Linked DNA regions of Sus scrofa: region 2 is linked to region 1. Evidence: chromatin contacts called from public HiChIP or PLAC-seq data. All regions are on one chromosome and are shown on one strand. The core of a region is the stretch at or near the end of the contact, and the rest is flanking DNA. Distances in the headings are between cores, read along the strand shown. Region 1 holds the start of SENP2 (sentrin-specific protease 2). Region 2 holds the start of DNAJB11 (DnaJ heat shock protein family (Hsp40) member B11).

What was found. HiChIP or PLAC-seq counts read pairs in DNA pulled down with a chosen protein or histone mark.
Region 2: a contact with region 1 is called in an H3K27ac HiChIP or PLAC-seq map of alveolar macrophages. The contact joins the promoter of DNAJB11 here to the promoter of SENP2 in region 1. A contact is called at or near these places in 2 of 47 Hi-C or Micro-C datasets (heart right ventricle and mesenteric adipose tissue) and 1 of 2 datasets of contacts at active chromatin or transcription factors (alveolar macrophages).

Annotation. Positions count from the first base shown.
Region 1 is chr13:123,427,362-123,434,442 of Sscrofa11.1, reverse strand. SENP2 (sentrin-specific protease 2) reads right to left here and starts at 4,528. Exons shown (of 17, transcript XM_021069989.1): 1 at 4,202-4,528; 2 at 1,741-1,796. The coding sequence starts at 4,302.
Region 2 is chr13:124,386,888-124,393,968 of Sscrofa11.1, reverse strand. DNAJB11 (DnaJ heat shock protein family (Hsp40) member B11) reads right to left here and starts at 2,999. Exons shown (of 10, transcript NM_001244346.1): 1 at 2,736-2,999. The coding sequence starts at 2,803. TBCCD1 (TBCC domain containing 1) reads left to right here and starts at 6,151. Exons shown (of 7, transcript NM_001243469.1): 1 at 6,151-6,209.

The sequences.
Region 1 (7,081 bases), core at 3,279-5,778:
CACACCTGCAGTATATGGAGGTTCCCAGGCGAGGGGTCCAATCGGAGCTGTAGCCGCCGGCCTACGCCACAGCAACGCCAGATCCTTAACCCACTGAGCAAGGCCAGGGATCGAACCCACAACCTCACAGTTCCTAGTCGGTTTCATTAACCACTGAGCCACGACAGGAATTCCCAAATGTTTCTTAATGCTATGAATGTCGTATCTCCTAAAATCATTTCCTGAACTGGTATCTATCCTGTGCTTTGGAATATAATGTCCTAATAAATTTGGTATATATTTCTGACATTCAAAGTCTTCTGTATTTTGAACTCTCTCTTTTGTCAATTTTTCCCCTGTTTTATTCATTATTTCCTGAATTGCAAAACTTTTTACTGTCCCCTCTGCCTACTGTCCTTCCTATTGCTCTGTCAATACCCTATCCATCCTTGGACTCACCTCACATATTAGCTCCTTCATCAAATATTTACTGAGACTCTTAGAGCTGAAAATCGGACAGTATTATGTTATTACTTTTCTTATTTCATTTATCATGTAATCATTGACATTAGTATAATTTATGTACTGTCTTAAACCCCCCACTAAATAATCATATACTCCTGCAGTTGTAATGTCCTTAAAAATAAAGAACCTGTTGTATTCATTTCTGTATTTCCTGTAGAACCTAACACATTGTTTAACAGTAAGATAGGCTCAATAAGCACTCCTGAATTTACATTAAATCTTAACACAGACATATCCACTCTTTACTACATCTGGAGATAGATTCAAATTCACATTCATTTTTGAGAAGAAGGAAAACACTATTATAGTATTTAATAGTGCCTTTTCCCTTTAATCTAGTTTTATTCTCTTCTACCAGTGATGTCTAGACCTTCAGATACAGAGAAGTAAACAATCTGAGGTAACTCATTATACTGGATCACTTAGCTATCTGAACTAGATGACTCCAGTTTGAAATAGTTTTTACAATGTTTTCTCTTCAAATAAAAAGCACCTTTTGGGAGTTCTGATGGCCTAGTGGGTTAAGCCTCCTGTGTTTTCACCGCTGACGCTCTGGTCACTACTGTGTGGCACAGGTTCGATCCCTGACCCAGGAACATCCACGTGCTGCCGGTGTGGCAAAAAAATTTTTAAATGCTTAAAAAGAGAGAGAGAGAACCTGAAATAAATATTCCAACTCTCATTTTAAAAGTAAAAAATTAAGAAATAGGAGTTCCTGTCGTGGTGCAGCGGGAACGAATCCCCGACTAGGAACCATGAAGTTTCGGGTTCGATCCCTGGCCTTGCTCAGTAGGTTAAGGATCTGGTGTTGCCATGAGCTGTGGTGTAGGTCGCAGTCGCGGCTCGGATCTGGTGTTGCTGTGGCTCCGGCGTAAGCCAGCAGCAACAGCTCTGATTAGATTCCTAGCCTGGGAACCTTCATATGCCACAGGTGTGGCCCTAAAAAGACAAAAAGACAAAAATAATAATAATAATAAATTTTAAAAATAAATAAAAAGCACCTTTTCTTTATAGGAAGATTAGGAATTTTGAAATGCAATTTCAACATACAGACTTATTTATCTAGAAAGATATTTAAGTCTCTGGTAACACTGTTTACCTCTAAAAAAGATAACAATGGAAAAGGGACAGGAAAAAGACTTACTTTTCACTGTATATACTTTTTATCTTTTGAATTTTGTCCATACATATATTTTTCCTATTGAAAAAGCTATTTTTTTAATTAATATTTAATACCTAATCTTGGTCTTTTGGCTGGTACTTCATCAGTGTCCACTGTAGAAAAGAGACTGCTGAAAAAAGAGAAGAGAGACATAATATATATGCATATATGTTCATATACACACATTTCCATTTCTATAAGTAAGCTTACTATTCAAACACACCCTCTTCCATTCACTCTGTCATAAAATGAGATCTAACTGATGTTTATGCTATAGTAGGTCTTCAGCTTTTGAGGATGTGGAGATCTAAAATTCCCTATTATATAATCATGTGTAGTCTGGCTAGACTACAAACATGAAACTGGCCAGAAATCTTTACTAGTAAACGAATATAGGTAAAAGCTTAGGACCAGTTATTCCCTTTCTCTCCAAAAATGATTTAAGAATAATTTCCTTCTGAAAGATGACAGCTTCCCCAGAAGAAAATCATTTTTTACTTCAGATAGAAGTAGACAATTTAAGAATTGTCTACTTAAAAGACAGTTCTGGTGTTCCCATCGTGGCTCAGTGATTAACGAATTCAACTGGGAACCATGAGGTTGTGGGTTCAATCCCTGGCCTTGCTCAGGGGGTTAAGGATTCAGCGTTGCTGTGAGCTGTGGTGTAGGCCGGCAGCTACAGCTCCGATTAGACCCCTAGCCTGGGAACCTCCATATGCTGTGAGTGCAGCCCTAGAAAAGACAAAAAAAAAAGACAGTTCTTAGCCAGAAAAGGGTGTTATATTTAACTGTGTTTTTATCATGGAAACTATATTACAGTGATAAAGAATTTGGAAATTCAGAAAAGTTTTGGACCTATATCTCAAAAATTTGTAAATTCAGAAAAGTTTTTGGACCTATATCTCAAGGTTAAAGCTTCACAGTTAACCATCTTTCTTTTCATTTCTTTTTTTTTTTTTTTTTTTTTTGGCTTTTTAGGGCTGCACTTACGGCATACAGAACTTCCCAGACTAGGGGTCCAATTGGAGCTATAGCTGCCGGCCTACGCCACAGTTCATGGCAATGCCAGATCCTTAACCCACTGAGCGAAGCCAGGGATCGAACCTGCAACCTCATGGTTCCTAGTCGGATTCATTTCCACTGAGCCATGACAGCAACTCCTATAATCATCTTTCTAAAGATGATTAGGAATGATCCTATTTACAAAAGAAAAAACAGAATAAATCTCAGGAGAATACCATTTGGTTCATAACTTTCAACATCCCACGAAGACTTTTTGGCTTCATTTGGACTGAAAAATGGCTTACAATGAAGAGTTTATATCAATTAAGGATGTATAATAAAGAACAGGATTTTGATCTACAAGCCAGTTTCCCTGACCAGCAGAGATTTGCATTAAAAATAAAGGACGAGGGAGAGGGAATTAACATTCCCTTATTCAATAAATATATACAAGTGCCTGTCATGCTCCGGCCTCTGCACAAGGCCCTTGGAGTAGAATAAACAAACACTACCCTTATATGCATTAAGCATCATTTTAGGCACAACTTGTATTCAAATGATCCTTGTATTAACTCCACAGAAAATTATAAAAAACACAATGAAATCTTGCCCTCTCTAGAACATAGGATGGAATTTAGCCCAAAGCCAATTTCATCATGAGCAGCATTCTTAGATTCATGTATTAATTAATCATCTTTGTCTCAAGCTCCAAGAAACCAACCTTCAATCTTGAGGCTTAATAAAAAATTAAATTAATACCTGACCACTAAAAGTTGGGTGTGGGTATGTACAGACTTAGTATGGTATTTTATTCTCTCGATTAATTCTTAGGGAAGGGGGTGGACACAATGAAATGGGACAAACCAACAGGTAAATGCAAAGAACAACTTTTAGTTTCTCCAAAATTTTAACAGAATTTTAGAGTACAGACTAGTGATCTTTTTAAAGTAATCAGATATCTATTTTTTTTTCTCATACACTAATTCTAAAGCACAGAATCACTCTCCCTCCTCCCGACAACACACACACACACACAGTTTGACAGCTGTTTTAGAACAAGACAGCTGCTGTCTCTTGTTGCTAAGAGAACAGTACGTGTGGTCAAAAGGACTTTGGGCAAGCTATGATTCTCACCTCCCTTAACTGCGCTTATTGCGCACAGATGACACCTGGGGGTGTGCTTTGCAAACAGTGAGCCACAACAAAGACAGTTTTCCTTCAATTTTCAGTATTCAACCTAAGAGCAGCAAAATATGACAAAGCTCTATTTGTTAACAGCAACCAGCTTGGGCTCTGATGAGAAAGATCCTAACCATCAACTACTGGCTCCTTCCATCATCAGGAGCCGCATCCACACAGCGGGGAGGAGCGACTACGTCACCAGGACGCCCGCGATCCGCACCTCGACCACCTCCGCCCAGCTACCTGTTTCTGCCAAGCGGGGCCTGCCTGGTTGGGTCAGCGCTAGGCTAGCCGAGCCCCGGGTGGGGGAGGGGGAGTGCCAGGCCGGCGTTCGGCCCCCTCTCCTCTCACCTGTTCGAGCGCCGCCTCTTCAGGAGAGCCCGGGAAGAGGGCACCGGCCGGTCACAAAAACGGAAAATGGTGCCGAGAATCCTAACCAGCCATTTGTACATACCAGGCCCAAGCAGCAGCGGCGGCCGACACACCCCGAGACGCAAACCCCAGAGCTGTCGCCGCCGCTGCCGCCTTCTCCGCCTCGGCCACCACCGCCAAGGCTCAGTCGCCGAGTTGTGACGCGGTCCTAGGGCCCACAGATACAACGTCCCTTGAGCTACAGGAGGCCCCCGCTAGCCACCGCTCCTGACGTCACCTCCTCCCGCCCGACCGGAAAGCATCCTCATTCTCAGTTTGCGCACGCGCAACCTAGGTCCCCACCTCCTGAGCCTAGCAACCAGAATGCCTGCGGGAAGGTTCCAGTCCAATCGCTGACGAGATCGCAAGGGATGTGGGCGGGGTATTCTCTTCGGCGGAGCCAATCCTGAGACTGCCCGAGGGACAAGCCCACCGGCCGCACAAGAGCGTTCTCTACCCTGGAGTGAGCGCTCCAGGGGCCTGCAATACTGCAGGTGATCATTAAATGTTTGTTGAATGCACAAAATAAAGGTTAGTCAGGCTAATTAACAAACGTTCACCCTGCTAGGATCCCTTTACTTTGCACATACTTTATGCCTGGTATTTTTACACGCAGTCAACTTCATTTCTCTCAGCAACCTCAGGAGATGCAGAACCTTGTGCCCACTTTTAATCAGTAAGGAAATCGAGGGATAGAGCGATTAAGTAATTGCCTACGGTCACAAAACTAGCTAGTACCACGGATGGAATTTGAACCAGGGTCTGTGTACCAACACCAGTCTCTTGCCCTTGAGATCAGTCTACTGGGAGATATGATTACAAATTACACCTCAAGACAATTGGTTGTAAGTAAACTGCACTTAAGTTAAATTTTTAAAAAGATGATTGGGAGGTCCCTTGTGGTACAGAGGGTTAAGAATCAGGTGTCATCATTGCAATTTCTAGAGTCCCTGCAGTGGCACAGGTTGGATCCCTTGCTAGAGAACTTCCCTAAGTCCTGGGCGTGGCCAAAAAACGAAAAAGAAAAAAAAAGGCTGTTGTGATAAAGGTGGGTACAGAGTGCAGTAGGAGCCAAAGAAAGGAAAACTGGATGGGAAAAGGACGGGAAGGGCAGAACTCAAAAAAGTCTTCACAGACACTTAAGAATGGAAGGCTCCCTGTGGCCTACTAGTAGTACCTACTAATACCCCCTGAGCTGCCAAGAAGTCCTGCTAACTACTCTCCCTCTCTTGTCTAGAGGTTCCCAGTAACGATCAACAATAGAAAAATAACCACCCTTCTTATTACTGGAAAATCCAGTCCCCTACCTAACACTCCTGGGAATATGCAAAGGTTTTCTTGCCCACGAATCCATCCCTGGAAATACTTGATCTTTAATCTGTGATTCAGTTAAGGTTGGACTTCCAGACTTGCTTGAACTTCAACAGAGACACTCCCTAGTACAGTCTCATCCTTGTTCAATAAATATTTTTCTGCAGCAAGCCACCTCCTAGAGCCACAGAACCACCAGCTACCCACCTGTGGCTACCCACCACTCTGGCCTGGGCTGGGGATAGGAGCAGTTCCTGGAGGGTAGAAGCAAATCCTAAATGTGGGCATGGGCTCCTCCCTCAATTCCCTAAAATATAGCTAATACCAGGCCATTACAGATAGTCTGGGAATAACAGGAGAATTACAAAGCTGAGAAAGTTTAGAAGTGGCTATTACAAATACAGCATCTAGGGAGTTCCCATCATGGCTCAGCAGAAACAAATGTGACTAGTATCCATGAGGACACAAGTTCAATCTCTGGCCCCGCTCAGTGGGTTAAGGATCCGGCGTTGCCACGAACTGTGGTGTAGGTCACAGACGCAGTTCGGATCTGGTGTTGCTGTGGCTGTGGCCTAGGCCGGCAGCTACAGCCCCGACTGGACCCCTTGCCTAAGAACCTCCACAAGCCGTGAGTACAGCCTTAAAGAGACAAAAAAAGAAGAAGAAGAAGAAGATGATGAAGAAGGCTACCAGCAGGGCAGTTCAGCTGTGTCCCAAAAGTCCCTTCTACTATAAAAGCTGGTCTTTGCTTTTGTCAAACCAAGAACACTTAAGTATCAGGAAGGAATTCTCCAAAACAAAGGAGTGGCCTTCATTCGAAACATAAACCAGAACACTCCGAGGTTGCTTTAGAATAGCACTTTCTCCCAGGTCCTGGCCACTAAGATTTAAGAAACATTGGCATCATGTTACAGAGAAGTCTAGTACAACATCACAACGTATTTTTTTTTCTGCCTCATTGGAGCAAGTACCCAATACTGGAATGTCGGTCACCCGCCAAGAAAAGTCGGAGGGCTTTGGAATTACAGACCTCAGTCCATATCTCTGGACCTCATCAACAAACAATAACTATGCCAGCCCTTCCATGAGCACAACCCCCCACCCCCACCACTTTGTGTCCTCTTAGTGTCTCTAGTCACCCTCTGAAGTGGAGAAAGAAAGGGGATTCAGCCTTACAGTCGCTTCCGCTTGGGTCTTGTCTGCCAGTTGGTGCCTTCGATGTCCTGTCGTCCACAGTAGAGGTAAGGACCACTGTCCATCCACTGACCAAGGAGTGGGATTATCCTTACTCCCAAATCCACCCCTTCTGCAGCCATTCCCAGACCCAGGAACTCTTCACCGGAGGCCCAGAGGAGAACTCCAAAATCACAGGGAGTTACAAGGATGTTGAGGTTTCTGCTCTTGGTTTGAATAACTTGCACCCGTGCACCGGCAGAGGAGCACAACCTCATGGCTTAAGTTTTTGTAGGGTATTTCACCCGATTGCCCTAGTTTTCCAAAAAGATCCCC
Region 2 (7,081 bases), core at 1,750-4,249, 960 kb before region 1:
TTGATTTCTTTCAAAGGTCAAATAATCTCAAAGTGTATTTCTTTATTCAAAAAGATTATGTCACATAAATGTTCTAAGAGTAGCACTCTTGGAATGTTAAAGATGAAGGGACTGAAGTTAACTTCAGAGGTTAACACAGAGGTTAAGTCAAAACCCAAATAAGAACCTTGAAGAGTGAATAACTCCCATTTGAATGTTAAAATTGTGAGGATTATTGTTGTGAGAGAAAAATATCAATTTTGTAGTCATCACTAGTAGTTATATTAGTTTGTCTAGGTCAAGTCTTAATTTGAGACAGCTTCTGAAACCTACATGAAGGCGTCCATAAGTTTTAGCAGCTGCAATATGCACATAGCAAGAGCTAGGAGATAAAGTGGAGATCCACTGACCTCCTTGCCAGGAACTAGGTTGGAGCCAAATTAACTGTAAAGGGAATCTTTGCAGGAAGGGCCAATGGGAAGATAGAATAAGACTAAGAAACTTTCAGGGGAGGGGCCGTATCCAGCCCATAGAAGACACCAATAAATATTCATTGAAATGAGTAAATAAGCATGTTTACAAGTCTATTCCTTTTGCCAGAGTTAGCCAACAAAACTATTCTAAAAATGCATTCTCTCAACCAAGGGGATGGGAAACTGTTCCCACAGAGACAATGTAGTGACAGCAATTTTAAAATACAGCGGGGACAGAGTTCCTGTTGTGGCTCAGTGGTTAATGAATCCAACCAGGAACCATGAGGTTGCGGGTTCGACTCTTGGCCTTGCTCAGTGGGTTAAGGATCCAGCATTGCAGTGAGCTGTGGTGTAAGTTGCAGACATGGCTCGGATCCCGTATTGCTGTGGCATAGGCCGGTGGCTACAGCTCTGATTAAATCCCTAGCCTGGGAACCTCCACATGCCTCAGGAGCGGCCCTAGAAAAGGAAAAAAAATAAAAATAAAAAAATAAAATACAGTGCGGAGCAGAAATGAATCCGACAAGCATCCATGAGGATGCATGTTCAATCCCTGGCCTCGCTCAGTGGGTTAAGGATCCGGCATTGCCCTGAGCTGTGGTATAGGTCACAGATGCGGCTTGGATGGGGCGTTGCTGTGGCTGTGGCATAGGCCAGCAGTTACAGCTCCAACTGGACCCCTAGCCTGGGAACTAGGTCATACCCCAGGTGAAGCCCTAAAAAGACAAAATTTAATTAATTAATTAATTTAAAAAAATAAAATGCAGTGGGGAAAAATGCATTGGGGTACCAAAGTCCAAGTAATATAAGACAGTATCTTAAAAAAATTACTTCATAAGCTTTTAGTTACAACTCAGGAAAAATCATTTAATCGTTTTATAAGTTTTTAAAACTCTCACTGACAAGGAGTTCTGTGAGGATTAATTAGGTGTTTTATTCTCCTCCAAAAAATCTGCAAAAACTTGACATCTCTTGGGACAAGAACTAAGTACATCAAAAGGTTCACTGAAGTTAGTGACAAAAAAGGAAACTATATAAAGAATGAGGCTTACTTGGAAAATGCTTAATATAAAAATGCTTAAGTAACAGCTGAGAAAAATACAGGGAAAAGATGGCTGGCACAGCTCAGCATGAACATCACATTTTCCAAGAGATTCCTTTATGAAAGACTGCAGTTTATAGCTGACAGTTTATGGTTCTTACTGACATCCTGTTTAAACACCTTAAAGTAGTAACAAAAACAGGTTTAAAAAACCACAATAAAGCATTACCTAAGAGAAGTTAATTTTTATTTTAGAAATTTAAGATGTTTCACAAGAAAAAAAAAATAACAAGTTTAAGCATATATACACAGGAAAAAAACTTTTAAGAGAATAACAAGCACTTAAAAGTTTAAAGCTCTGCTAGGTAGTGCCTTCTCCATTCAGAGCGACTTATAAATTGTTAGAAGCTACGACTTTACTATTGCCCACATTCTAAAATATGAACCTGGCATATCACATCCTGTGGTCGGTCACGAAGCCCATAGGATAGTGGCTTAAAGACTGGAGATTCTCAAGAGTTCAGATGGCCCTACTTCCTTCAAACAGGTGGCACATTATCACCCACATGGTAATGAGATGAGAATTTAGGTGTTCCTTCAAGGTCACAAAATTCCTAAGTGGGGTGGGGGTGGGTGGGTAGAATCCCAGTCTACTACCTTCTGCCCAAATACCATTCAGCTTCTCAAGAATGCTCCATGTGGATAGACAGTGAGGCATGGTGACAGCTAGGACACAGTATTCCAAGAAGCTGAGAAGTAGGAGGACTCTACAAAGGGTCTGCCTTGCTCCCTCAATCCAACTTCCTTCAGTCCCAGAATTGCTTCCCTACCTGTTCTCCTCACTTCTTCACTTGGACTGGCATCATAACCCATCCTCTTTAATGCCAGCCCAATGGCTCGTTGCAGACTCAACACTGTATCATTCTCCTCCTCAGCTCAGCAACCCACCCCCCACTCCCTCACCCCATCCCTCGTATGGTAGGGCATCCAACTCTCACTTCTCTGGGCAAATTTAGCTTTTAAGGGCCTCCGGGTCTAAGCCCCTCTTACCCGTGTCACCCACTGCTCTCTCTGTCCCACTAGCCCAGCCCACCACTACCCACTCCTCCTCTCTACCGCCTCACCACAGCAACACCCCTCTCCACCCCCCACCCAGTCTGACAATGCCCCATCTTCCCTCAGCCTCCTTCCCAGCCAAGACTGACTTAAGGGTCCTGTGCCCGCGGCTGGCAGTTCCTCACCCGGCGATCACGGCCCCGATGAGGTACAGCAGCAACAGGCAGAAGGTGCCCAGGTTCTGCGGGGCCATGGTCTTTCTGAGCGAGCCCCTGCCCCCCGGCACTCCTCACAGCCTCCGCCGCCGCCGCGTCGGCTCGCCAGCCCACCCGGTCCTGAGAAGCCGCCTCACGCCGGGGTCTCCGACTCGGTCGAGACCGACAGCTACCTGGCCCCCTCCTCTACCAGTCCACTTCCCGGGAGTCCTGAGTCCCGGCGAGAGAAGCCCCCGGCGGGTCAGAGCCAATCGCTGCTCTGGACATCACACGCGGCCGGCGCCTCTCAGCCAATCAGCGCAGTACACTTCACCTCCGAGGCGGCGCGGGCGGCCACTTAGGCTTCAGAATTGCAGCCGCAGCTCCCGGCCAATTATAAGGGGAAACGTCAGAGAATCGCGCCGCCGCAGAAATCCTCTCAGCCCCGGTATCTGCGAGTCGGAGAAAATTACGTAAAGATTGCTGGGGAAAGGGTTCCCAGAGCTCGCAGCTCGGGTACACGAAGTTTCCCTCCGCCCGCCTCCTTGGACTCTCCACCAATCACGAGGCTCCACCTCCAGCACTGACCAATTGCGGGAGGGAGGTATTATCTTGGTTACAAGTCTCGGAATTTCATTCATATTGAGCTAGGAGCTGGCCGCTAGGGAGGGGACACTCGCGAAGTGGGCGGAGGCAAAGACTAAACTCCAATGGTATGGCGGACGCAGAGCTTATACCATGTTTTACCTTCTCGGAGTTCCCATTAAGGCTCAGCGCTAACGAACCCGACAAGTATCCATGAGGACTCGGATTAGATCCCTGGCCTCACTCAGGGGGTTAAAGACTCCGAGCTGCAGTGTAGGTCACAGACGCAGCTCGGATCTGGCATTGCTGTGGCTGTGGTGTAGGCCGGCAGCTGCAGCTCAGTTTGGACCCCTAGCTTGAGAACATCCATATGCTGCAGGTGTGGCCCTAAAAAGACAAAAAAAACCCAACAAACACAAAACGAATATATTTTACTTTCTCTAACAAACCCAAGAGAAAACTGTCTCGGTTTGGCAAAGAAGAGGCCTGATGAGAAGAGGCCGTGGAAGCAGACAGACTCGGGTTCGGATTCAGCTTCTACCACTTCCTGGCGGTGAGAGCATGTTTAGTTTCCCCTCCTTGTCCTCGGATCAAGCGCAAACTTCCTTATCGACAAACCTGAGGCAAAGTGTTTACTGGTAGTGTTGTGAAATTTTAATAGGAGAAAATCTGTAAACCATCTAGTACTGGCACATAGTAAGCACACAAAGAATATTAATTACAGTTAAGAGAATACTAATCCCCCACCCCCGGGCTTAGTTTTGCTCATTTCAGTAAACGCACCACCTAGTTGTTCACGTTAAAACTTTGTCTTCTTTGATACCTCTCCTCTATCCCCTATTCAGAGCTTTACCTTGAAACCATATCCTGAATCTTGAAACCATATCCTGAATCCGTCTGCAAGTCTCCATCTCCACATCTCTGAGCCAAGTGATCTCACATCATCTCCCATGTGGCAAGGGCTTCCTAAGTGGTCTCCCTGCCTTCACTCCTAGTTATCTTAGCTTCTTTTCTCACCGCCTCCCCTTTTTCTGCATGATTTTTAACAAACATGTCAGGTCATGTCATTTCTCTACTTAAAAGCTGTGGATGGCTTTTCATTACACTTAGAGTAAGCTCCCAACTCTTTATGCTAGCTTATAGAAACATTTCTCAATAAACCTGGGGGAAAAAGAACAAAACCCTTATATGATCTGTACCCTCACCTAGTACATACTCCTTACCACCTTTCAGCAAGACACTTTTCCTTTCTCTCTTCTGAATACACCAAGTTCATTCCTATAGGGGCTTTGTTCTAGCTGTTCTCTTGCCTAAAATGCTTTTCCCTCAGATCCTAACATAGGTGACTCCTTTTTAAACTCAGATAACAGCTTAAATTTACCACCTCACAGAAGACTTCTCTGACCAACCAATCAAAATTAACCCCTACCAAGTCCCTATTCTTATATTGCCCTATTTTTTAAAATTATTTTCATCCTGTCCCCATTACTAACACACGCTGGAATGCCAATTTCAGGAGAGCATGAATCTGGACTGTTCTGTTCACAGCTGTCTAGAACAGCAACTTAGAACAGAGCCTGCCACAGAGTATAAACATCCCTTCCACTGTGATCTTCCTGTGCTGGTTTCTTATTCTTCAAGCCTCAGCTCAGATTAGATATCCATCCTTTTTCCCAAATTTCGTAGCACTTACTAATACCTGGAGTTTTTTTTTTCTTTCTACAGTCACACCTGCAGCATATGTTAAGTTCCCGGGCTAGGGGGTCAAAGCAGAGCTGAAGCTGCAGGCCTAGCCACTGCCACAGCCACACCAGATCCCAGCCACATCTGCAACCAAACTCCACAGCTTGCAGCAACACCAGATCCTTAAACCACTGAACGAGGCCAAGGGTCGAACTCCAATCCTCACGGATACTATGTCGGGTTCTTAACCTGCTGAGTCACAATGGGATTATTCCATTTTATTTTCCTAATGTATTATCTATTCTCCCTGTTAAAATATACACTCGAAGAAAGCAAGGACCTTATCTAGTTTGTTCACTACTCTAAATCCTAGTGCCTAGCACTGAGTCAGACACAATACAGAGAGGTAAGAGGTAGACCAGGTTACTGCTTTCAGGAAGATGCCCTCTAGAAGAGAGAGGCCACAAAAAAGAGAAACTAAATTGCATCTTATGGTCTTATTTACCTTTGTACCTTCCACGCCTAGAGGCCATAAACGAACTAAGAAAGCAGGAAATGGCCAGAAATCATAAAATGGAGGTTAGAGGAAGAAGTGATGTTCTTCTGCTGGGTGAAAGCCAAAAAGCTTCTTGAAGGCGGCAACATGGTGGAAAAGCTAATATACAGTTAAGGAGATAACCTTGCGGGCTCTCGCTTCAGAGAGTCTGGGTCTGTATCTTAGCTAGTCTCTGGCAGTGTTACTTTCACCTAAGTCCTAGATTCCTTATCAGTAAAACAAATGTACTTCCCTTAGAGGGCTCTTAGGAATGAGATGAAATAAGTAAAGATGCTTTAATCGGTGCCCCGCCCACAGTAAGCCGTCATTATCATAATCATTACTGATCAAAGCGTGCTGACCTTACCAGCAGCTAAGTGGCTGACCACAGCTCTGTGGAGCAATAGAAAACTACCCTGAGTTGAAAGGCGCGACACCAGAAAGCGATGAGATCTAGCTACAAGTTCCAGCATCCAGCACTCGAGGTCAAGAGTTTCCCAGACCGCGGAAGAAGCACTGGGCCTCTCTAGCAACGTAGTCCTCCGGAGCTCATTGGTGCCTTACGCATGCGCAGTGGGTGAGCAGCCGGCACTGGGCGGGTCTGGCGTTCGAGGCGCGGCCGCTTACGGAGAGGTTCGGCGGAGCGGCCCCTGCCATCGCAGGTAACCGCGCGCAGTTAGGCGCAACGGAGGGCGGGGAGGGCCGGTCCCGTTTCAGGCTTGGGCCGGGGAGGCCAGCTTCGCGTTCTCCGGGTCTTGGGTCCGCTACAGACCCAGTCGGCTGGGGCTTGTCAGTTCTCAAAATCCGATCACCCGGGCGGCCCACCCGGCGTCCGGTCCAGGACCGCGTCCTACCCTGGACAGCGGCCAAAGTGGTGGCCAAGCCACGGGAGGGAGGCTCGGGCCTCACGCCCATCTCCCCGCCTGAGAAACCTGGATCCCAGCGCATCCCAGGGGAGCTTTTGAAGAGGGAAGGAACACCAGTTTAATGTTTACGAATTTAGCCCACTCGAATTTGGTGGTTAGAATAGAGAGTTCTTCTCCAGGACCTGTCCTTTGATTGCACTCTTCAGGGGCGGAGGTCAGTACTTCACAGAGCAGCCTAAGATCTTCCTCACAGAACTTTCATTGTCTGGTATTATTAAGAGCGACGCTAAGCCATTCCCAAGTTCAAAGACAGCTACCATTTATCCTGTCACTCCCATCTTTTGGGTTCATGGTTCCATGACCCTTCACCTGGCCCTTACCTGGCCTTCTATTTAAGGCCACTCATTCTGGTAATTCTCTTCTGTATTCACTCCCGTTTTCTAGATTCTCCCACAACTGAGTTCCTAAAGCACATTTGTATAAGTAACAGTTCTCAAGTCAAACTTGAATTCTAATCCAGGTCTCTGCCAATTCCAGTATGTGACTTTGGGTAAGTTCCTTGACTTTTCTAAGCCTCGGTTTTCTCTTCTGAAAATAGGGAAAATCATATTTATCTGTAGGTAGTTATGAGGATGAAAGGAGGTGAAGAACATAAAACATTTAGAATG